Linked DNA regions of Zea mays: region 2 is linked to region 1. Evidence: chromatin contacts called from public Hi-C data. All regions are on one chromosome and are shown on one strand. The core of a region is the stretch at or near the end of the contact, and the rest is flanking DNA. Distances in the headings are between cores, read along the strand shown.

Region 1 (3,942 bases), core at 910-3,409:
TTTTGAGGAATACACCTATATGAGTCAGACTGCTGGTCACAGTCTATGGGACTTGGGTAATCCCTAAATACTCAAGAAAGGCACTGAAGTGTGACTTATATGCTTCTAAACAGCGGGAATACCCTTTTGCAGCCTAGTATCAGCAAAGGATTTAAGTGAATCTCACTTCGCACAAAACTGTCAATTCAAGGCTTAGTCCATTGTTCAGTTGTGAATGGGTGAAACTTTTATTCTAGATGGATGTTCAACTTAACAGTCTCCATCGAAACACTGGTATATCAAAGGATTGTGATTATGATACTTCATCATTACAAACCCTAGAATTTGGTGGGGGTTGTTGGATCTTTTATGGGCTTGGCCCATTTATTGAATAAACTCTATGCTGTGTAATGGTGGAGAATACCAATAGTACCATATTGGAAGTCCAAGGGTCTTTTGGCTTGACTTATATGGTGGGAATTATTCCACCTAACTTGAGAAGTCAAGAAACGGAAAAGGGCGTGCCACCGGCCGGGCCGGGCTCGGGCCGGCCGTGGCGTGGCAGGCGAGCGGGCGTGGTGTGGTTGTGTTAATTTTTAGCACTCACTAACCGTGGTTGTGTTAATTTTTAGCACTCACTAACCGCGTAAACCTTTCAGTTGCCTGTCTCTTCGTCAGCAGCATGCGAGACCCTTGTCCTTCAGCTGCCCGTCTCTTGGCGTGCCGCATGCGACCCTTCTCCTTCAGCTTCCCTTTGAGAGAGGTTAAGTAGAGGAGAACCCATGGCACTTGGTACACGAGAAACAGAACTATTTCAGAGTCACAGCCCAGCCGCAAGTGAGAGTATTCCCATCTCGTGACTCTACGCGCACAGAGCAGCGAGAGGGCAGGTGCCTCCGAAGCCCTTGCCGTTCGAGACCTTGCACGGGGGATCGGCAATTAGGTTTTTGGGGAGCGTCTACGCGACTGCCCAAAACATCTTCTTTCTGGCTACATGACAAGGGAAGCTGGACAAAGATCTGGATCATCAGAGCGCATGAGAGGGTATGATCAGTTTATTTTTTTACTGTTTTACGTTCTACAGATTAGATATGTTTCATATATTCATCTGTGCTGTTTTATATGTAGCAATGATTTTAGCTTATCTGTTCTGTCTTATTATAATATGTTATATCTGTCTGTTTTAATTTTACAGTCATGTTGTTTATGTTTCTATCTGTTTATTTTCAATTGTTCAGTCAGTTTATATGCTTATCATTATATGATTTATATGATTCATATGCTGTGTGTTCTCATGATCCATATTGTTATGGATATATTTGAGATCACACTTTTATATGTTATCATTATAATGTTAATTTATATAATTAAAATGATATGAAAAATGCCTATATATCTAACGTTCAAATTAATTGATAGGCAATTATCCCTAGACTGCTAGTATATAGTCTTCTAGTTAACTAATTCATGCTTGATGCGTACGTGCTTATGAAGTATCGGCTATTTGTCAAGATCATTGGCCATAGGACAGTAGTGGTCCAAAAGATCTAGATCTCCGTTGGGAGCAGGGTCACAACGTAGGGAAAGGAAAGGTGGACAATACGTGAAACCTCATCCTTTCACAGGAAAGGCGCCTCATCGGGATGCAAGGTCGCTTTCACACATGCATACATGATATTTGAGGGGATCGGCAGTGCATATTTTACAATTGAAGGGCATGCATGATATTTTACAATCTTTAATCTTTTAATTCGAAAATAAATGACAAATATTTAAGAACGAAGTTAGTATTAGGCAGAAGCTTGCATCGCATCTTTCTCGCAGGTGGTGGGATTTGCTCAGGAGGCATGATAGGTACTTGGACGGTTCCCAATTTTAGGCGGCGGAGCGGAATACTTTTAGAAATCAGAGAACTTGAATTTCTCCACAAAGCCATCCATGGCCATCGTCCATCGATCAAAATATCTGCATACACCAGCTAGCTGACACAGGGTGGGTGCCAGAGTGCCCGTGACCAACCACGCCCCATCTGCTAAACACGTAGCCATGCATGGCGCCACGGCCACGCCAGCCAAGATATTTGTTGCCCTCGTCTCGTCTTGTGCCCTTCTTAATATAAACCTTGTGCCCCTCTGCTGCAGCAAGAAGGAAAGAAGCTAGCGCTTATAGCTTGTCAGCCATGGCCACCGCCGCCGCGTCTAGCCTCCTCAAGTCCTCCTTCGCGGGCTCCCGGCTCCCGGCCGCCACGCGGACCACACCGGCGTCCCTCGTGGTGGCCACCGGCCCGCGCGGCGCCGGCGCGGGGCCCATCTGCGCGTCCATGTCCATGTCCTCCTCCAACCCGCCCTACGACCTGACGTCCTTCCGGTTCAGCCCCATCAAGGAGTCCATCGTGTCCCGCGAGATGACCCGTCGCTACATGACGGACATGATCACCTACGCCGACACCGACGTCGTCATCGTGGGCGCCGGCTCCGCGGGGCTGTCCTGCGCGTACGAGCTCTCCAAGGACCCCGCCGTGAGCATCGCCATCGTGGAGCAGTCGGTGTCGCCGGGCGGCGGCGCGTGGCTGGGCGGGCAGCTGTTCTCGGCCATGGTGGTGCGCAAGCCGGCGCACCTGTTCCTGGACGAGCTGGGCGTGGCGTACGACGAGGCCGAGGACTACGTGGTCATCAAGCACGCCGCGCTCTTCACGTCCACGGTCATGAGCCTGCTCCTGGCGCGCCCCAACGTGAAGCTGTTCAACGCCGTGGCCGTGGAGGACCTCATCGTCAGGGGAGGGCGCGTCGGCGGCGTCGTCACCAACTGGGCGCTCGTGTCCATGAACCACGACACGCAGTCCTGCATGGACCCCAACGTCATGGAGGCCAAGGTCGTGGTCAGCTCCTGCGGCCACGACGGGCCCTTCGGCGCCACCGGCGTCAAGAGGCTCCAGGACATCGGCATGATCAGCGCCGTGCCGGGGATGAAGGCGCTCGACATGAACACCGCCGAGGACGAGATCGTGCGCCTCACGCGCGAGGTCGTTCCCGGCATGATCGTCACCGGAATGGAGGTCGCCGAGATTGACGGCGCCCCCAGGATGGTCAGTAGTGAGGAAGACAATACTCATGTCATTGCGATACTCACTGAATCAATGAGGAATATGTCTAAAATTGTCTGTTGGTTGTTGCAGGGCCCGACGTTTGGCGCCATGATGATCTCCGGCCAGAAGGCGGCGCACCTGGCGCTCAAGGCCCTGGGCAGGCCCAACGCCGTGGACGGGACCATGTCGCCGCCGTTGCGCGAGGAGTTGATGATTGCGTACAAGGACGACGAGGTCGTGGACGCCTGAGTGCGGCAAGCAGAGAGGAGGATCGACGCCAGCAGCGTCTTATCTTAATTGCCTTGTTGTTCAATGATGAATCGATCGAATTCCCTTGGGTTAGCTTTATTATTGTTGTTGTTATTATTAATTTGACTCGCTATAGTGTGTCGTGTTCATAGCACCACCACCGCGCCATCGACATGCCACACCTGTGCTCTGTCTGTCACGTCACGTGCGAGTCCTACTACGGGAAAAAATGCATGGTAATCGTGGAGTTGCTTCTCTGTTCTCTTTTGTTCTGCACTGTCACTGTAACGCTGGGACTCGTCCACTAGGGGATAAAATGGTACGAATATCGGTACGAGTATCGGTTGAAAACAGCTATATACCGAATGTATAATTGGTACTCGGTAACCGAGATTAAAATCATTAAACTTTAGTTCCAAGCAAAAATATACTAAAAATTTCTCTTTACTACCCGTCCTTAGCTACAACGAGTACTAAAAAGTTCCTTTTTTAATATATTAAAATCATTAAACTTCAATCTATACTGATATCACGGCTTCACTCTCCGCGCTACCATATCGTGCAAACTATACTGAACCTAATGTGGGCATCTAGTGATACCACGGTTTCACTCTCCGCGTTACTACACC
Region 2 (3,942 bases), core at 854-3,353, 170 kb before region 1:
CCCTATTTGAGAATAGGGCTTTAGTTCCCATTCATTTGTTGTTTTCACTGTCAGTCTGCCTATCATGGTGGACCTTTCTCTTAGTATTGTTTCTCACTTTCTCTCATATGCCACTTGGTTTACCCTTAATTCTGGATTCTGGATGTGTCCATTGCCTATGCCTTTGTCTATGGCAAGTAGCCACATGTCAGAAATGTTGATGGCATATTAGGAATCGAGGTATATTTGTGATCACTGTTGGATGTGTGTGTGTGTGTGTGTGGCATGTGTTACAAGCCTCTAAATGTCTCGATCATTGCCTTAATCATTTCCAGCTGTATGCACTCACTAGCGAACAACTGCTTGAAATCAATTGTTGTTAGTGTTATCGTAATATTATGGTATCACACTAGGATGTTCTTCCTAACTCTACATAGATATTGGGTAGGCACGAATCATTTTGCAGCAACTGATCTGAATGCACATATTTCAGCTTTTGTACTGATCCTGTTTTTATCTGTGTTCTAAATGTAGGTGTTCATCATTGGACCAGAGAAGGAGGTCAGGAAAGCTGAGGCCATCTTTCGAGGCCGAATGCTGGAGTTCTAGAGATGTTACCCTTTGCGATACAGGTTTCAACTGCTTTATATTTTGAACGTAAAAAGGGGAATATCCAAAAGGTGTATGCGGGACCGTGGATCCCTTGACCGTCTGTGAATCATGAAAACAAAATAAAGGATTTCAACTTGGCACTTCGCGTTTCTGGCCTGTTTTCCTCAACGCGTCAGGATGCAGAAGCATGTTTAGATTTCACTCTAGCCTCCACCTGTGCACTAACATGGTAACGATCGTTGTAATTGCGGCGCATTGATTAGGTCATCTGGTCCTCCGGCTGCTAAAGGATAAAAGGAGGGCGACCACCAAAACAAAATTACTCGAGCCGGAGCCTGCTGTCCTATCCCCACCGTTACGTAGAGGTGGTGCTCTAAATTTTAACTATACAATTTAAAGATTAGATTATGATCTATTTCTATTCATTTTCAATTAAAATTAATTAAGGGTTTAAACAAATTGTAAATAATTATTTGGGTTGTGATTCATTACCACCCCTACTTTACATCGGCTGCGGAAGAATGGCAAGGTGAGGGCTGGGAATAGAACTTAGCTATAAGAGCAGGTCTAACCCTCTATATCATTTAATTTTTATAACATTAATTTAGCTACCACATAAGCAATTTGGTGACATGGTAAGAAAATTAATAAGAAAGATGAGGAAATTCCATGAGAAATTAGGTCTACACATGCGACGAAGACACAAGAAATCATTGTTTTACCGTTGGGATGAGCATCCAGTTTCCATCAGAGTTCACAGTTTACTAGCCACACTGTTACATCCATATTTATTACGACACTACAACAAAAAATAGCGATGAAACTTATAGTTTCTATCAGTGATTTTTTAGTGAGGGTCAGCTATGGGAATCAATTGTAGTTTGTGTTGTGACTGCTATAGCTATGCTTTGCCTGGACAATTATCAGTCATTGAAGGCGGGTGAGGAGCCCCACCCCTATGGGAGAGGGTCAGAGGGGAGAGATCCATCAACTCAATTGTGGACGCAGAGGCCAAAATGTAGGGCTCGGCAACAAACCGGATGGACCAGGCACCGCCGCACCGGCACGGAGGATGATGGGTACGTGACGTCCCGGGAGGACCACATCCTGTATCACTGTTCCTCTTGAGATACTCCGCTGTTTAATGTGTTTACTCGTTACCAGTGACACTGCACAGTGGAGTAGGAGTGTCAGATTGTTTGTGGAGGAGACTGAGGAATGTCGACTGCTCCTCGGAATATCCACACGAGAGTAGACGCAACCCCGGCCTGGAAACGGTAGATTTCCGCGCTGGTTCTAGGATGAACAAGTCCGACGCGGTTTCACTTTCACAACGGCGGCCGAATCGGTCGGGATCCGCCGCTTGCCCCACCCGGCCACCCCCAACGCGCGACGGCGACGGCGGCGTCCGATCCGACGTGTGATAAGGCGCGACCCAAGGGGACCACGACGGCCGCGCTTGGCGACGAGGGCTCACCGGGGCTGGGCCCCCATCCACCCACGAGGCCGCGTGGGCCGCCCGCATAACTCGCACACGGCCGATGGACCGACGCCGATGGCTGGCCGGGGGGTGGTCCAATATCCAAATGCTCGGCGGAGGCCCGCCCGCTGTCATCTGATGAGTGATGACCGATGCACGCTCCTCCTTCGGCAGGAAAGGGGATGGCTACGTGTTGCTAACTCAGAGCCGTTACGTGTCGCTTCTCCAGGCTTGACGTCTCATTAATTAACTGCCGCACTGTTTTTAATGATGCAATCCAATCCTCGGAGGAGCCCACCTGATCCAAGTGAAGCACTGCAGCTACTGCTCACTCCCGTGTATAGAAGAACACAACTATGATATAAATATATACTAGTTAATTTGCAAAGCCAAATACGGATCAGGATTAGGGATGAAAACTGACGGAAAAACCTCTCTCCCGTTTCTATATCCGTATTTTATCATCGGAAACGGGATCGGATCCGGAATAGTCGGGAACGGAAACGGGAGCGGAATAAACGGAATTGCGAAAACGAACGGAAACGGAAATACTAACGAAAACTCACAATCTAATACAAATAGAAATGTTATTGACGTTTGACTAGTGATTGACTGGCAGAAATAATATAAAACAAATAGATATAGAGAGGCAACATTCTATTGTTGTTTGGTTGCTAAATGTGTACATTTAGCTACATCCAATGTTGTTTAAGACTTTAAATCACTTGTCATTTGACACTTGTCATTTGAAAAGAGCCGGTGGTTACAATGGCCAATTGTGCTATAATTTGTCACCTAAATACACGAGGGTTTTGTTTATATATTAATGCATATTAGGCTCGTCCCATATTTGTCCAATACGGAATAAATAAGGATTCGATCCGGAAAAAACGGGATCCCGCAAAAACGGACGGAATAAGTCCTCTCCCGTTTCCGTCCTGTTTCCATATTTTTTCCGTAAATACAGAAACGGTCGGGTCAAATATAGAAAATGGTACAAATCGAGACTGGATTTTTTCCGTCCGTTTTTAACCCTAATCAGGATCAGGATATATGAGCTGGCATCAAGACATGTTTGTGCTTATCCAGCCATCCTCACTTTATATTTTTGAACAACCCTTATCTAGGCCACCTACATTATTTATGTAAGAATATCGAAAGGTACAGGTAGGCGGCCGGCCGGGGTCCCCAAGCATGCACAAGGCACTGTATATATTATTATTATTAGGCGAACAAGGGTCCCCGGCAGATCATGTGCTCTCTAAACATGCATCTCGTGTAGACCACATTGTTCTAGATCTTTCAAATAAAAATCATAATTTAGACATAGATTGACTAAATTAATATAATTATACATAGAATACATTTATATATAAGTTTTGACCATATAACATAGATATTTTCTGTACGCTGTATTTCCGTTGCTAAAAACTTAGCTAAAGAGCATTGCTATAAGTTACAAGTTACAGAGCCTATAATTTTGAGATATAATTATATGTAAACTTTTATAAGCCATAGAATATTAAATTCTAAGCTAAATAACTTAGTCTCTCAAGTAGATTCTGATTTATCCAAAATAAAAGTATCCAACTAGCTAGGATTTCTAAGTGTGAAATAGTAATAATGCGCGCAATTGATGTCGATTTTAAGTGTGAAAATAGTAGTGCAATTAGGATTTCTAAAATGGTAATTAATTAGGATGTTAATCAAAAGTAATTAGGATTTTTAAAGAAAGTAGAGCCCGCTTATATAGGTAATAAACCCAACCTTTCTCCGGAATAGGCACCAATATATTTTCAACTTCTAACTAGAACATGTAATCCATCCAATTAAGGGCTTGTTTGTTTCACCATTAATCCATGTGGATTGAG

The links. A called contact is a pair of places that touch in the nucleus more often than the background predicts.
Region 2: a Hi-C map of leaf mesophyll shows a contact between it and region 1, with 2.7 times the contacts expected there. The contact joins the enhancer-like site here to the promoter of LOC542714 in region 1. A contact is called at or near these places in 6 of 25 Hi-C or Micro-C datasets (bundle sheath, ear, leaf and 3 more).

What each region holds. Positions count from the first base shown.
Region 1 is chr8:141,784,106-141,788,047 of Zm-B73-REFERENCE-NAM-5.0, reverse strand. It overlaps LOC542714 (thiamine biosynthesis 1), which reads left to right and starts at 2,159. Exons shown (of 2, transcript NM_001112226.1): 1 at 2,159-3,064; 2 at 3,155-3,537. The coding sequence starts at 2,159. The coding sequence ends at 3,313. All of the region lies in intron 3 of LOC103637336 (CRIB domain-containing protein RIC10), which reads right to left.
Region 2 is chr8:141,955,907-141,959,848 of Zm-B73-REFERENCE-NAM-5.0, reverse strand. It overlaps LOC100273227 (3'-5' exonuclease domain-containing protein / K homology domain-containing protein / KH domain-containing protein), which reads left to right. Exons shown (of 10, transcript NM_001147669.1): 10 at 514-730. The coding sequence ends at 588. Among protein-coding and RNA genes, the nearest start is that of LOC100273227, 12 kb to the left of the region's middle. Within about 2 kb of position 2,103, at least 18 of the 20 cell types and tissues checked have an H3K27ac peak or open chromatin away from gene starts, as enhancers often do. A contact at or near this core is called in bundle sheath, ear, leaf and 3 more, where this site is marked.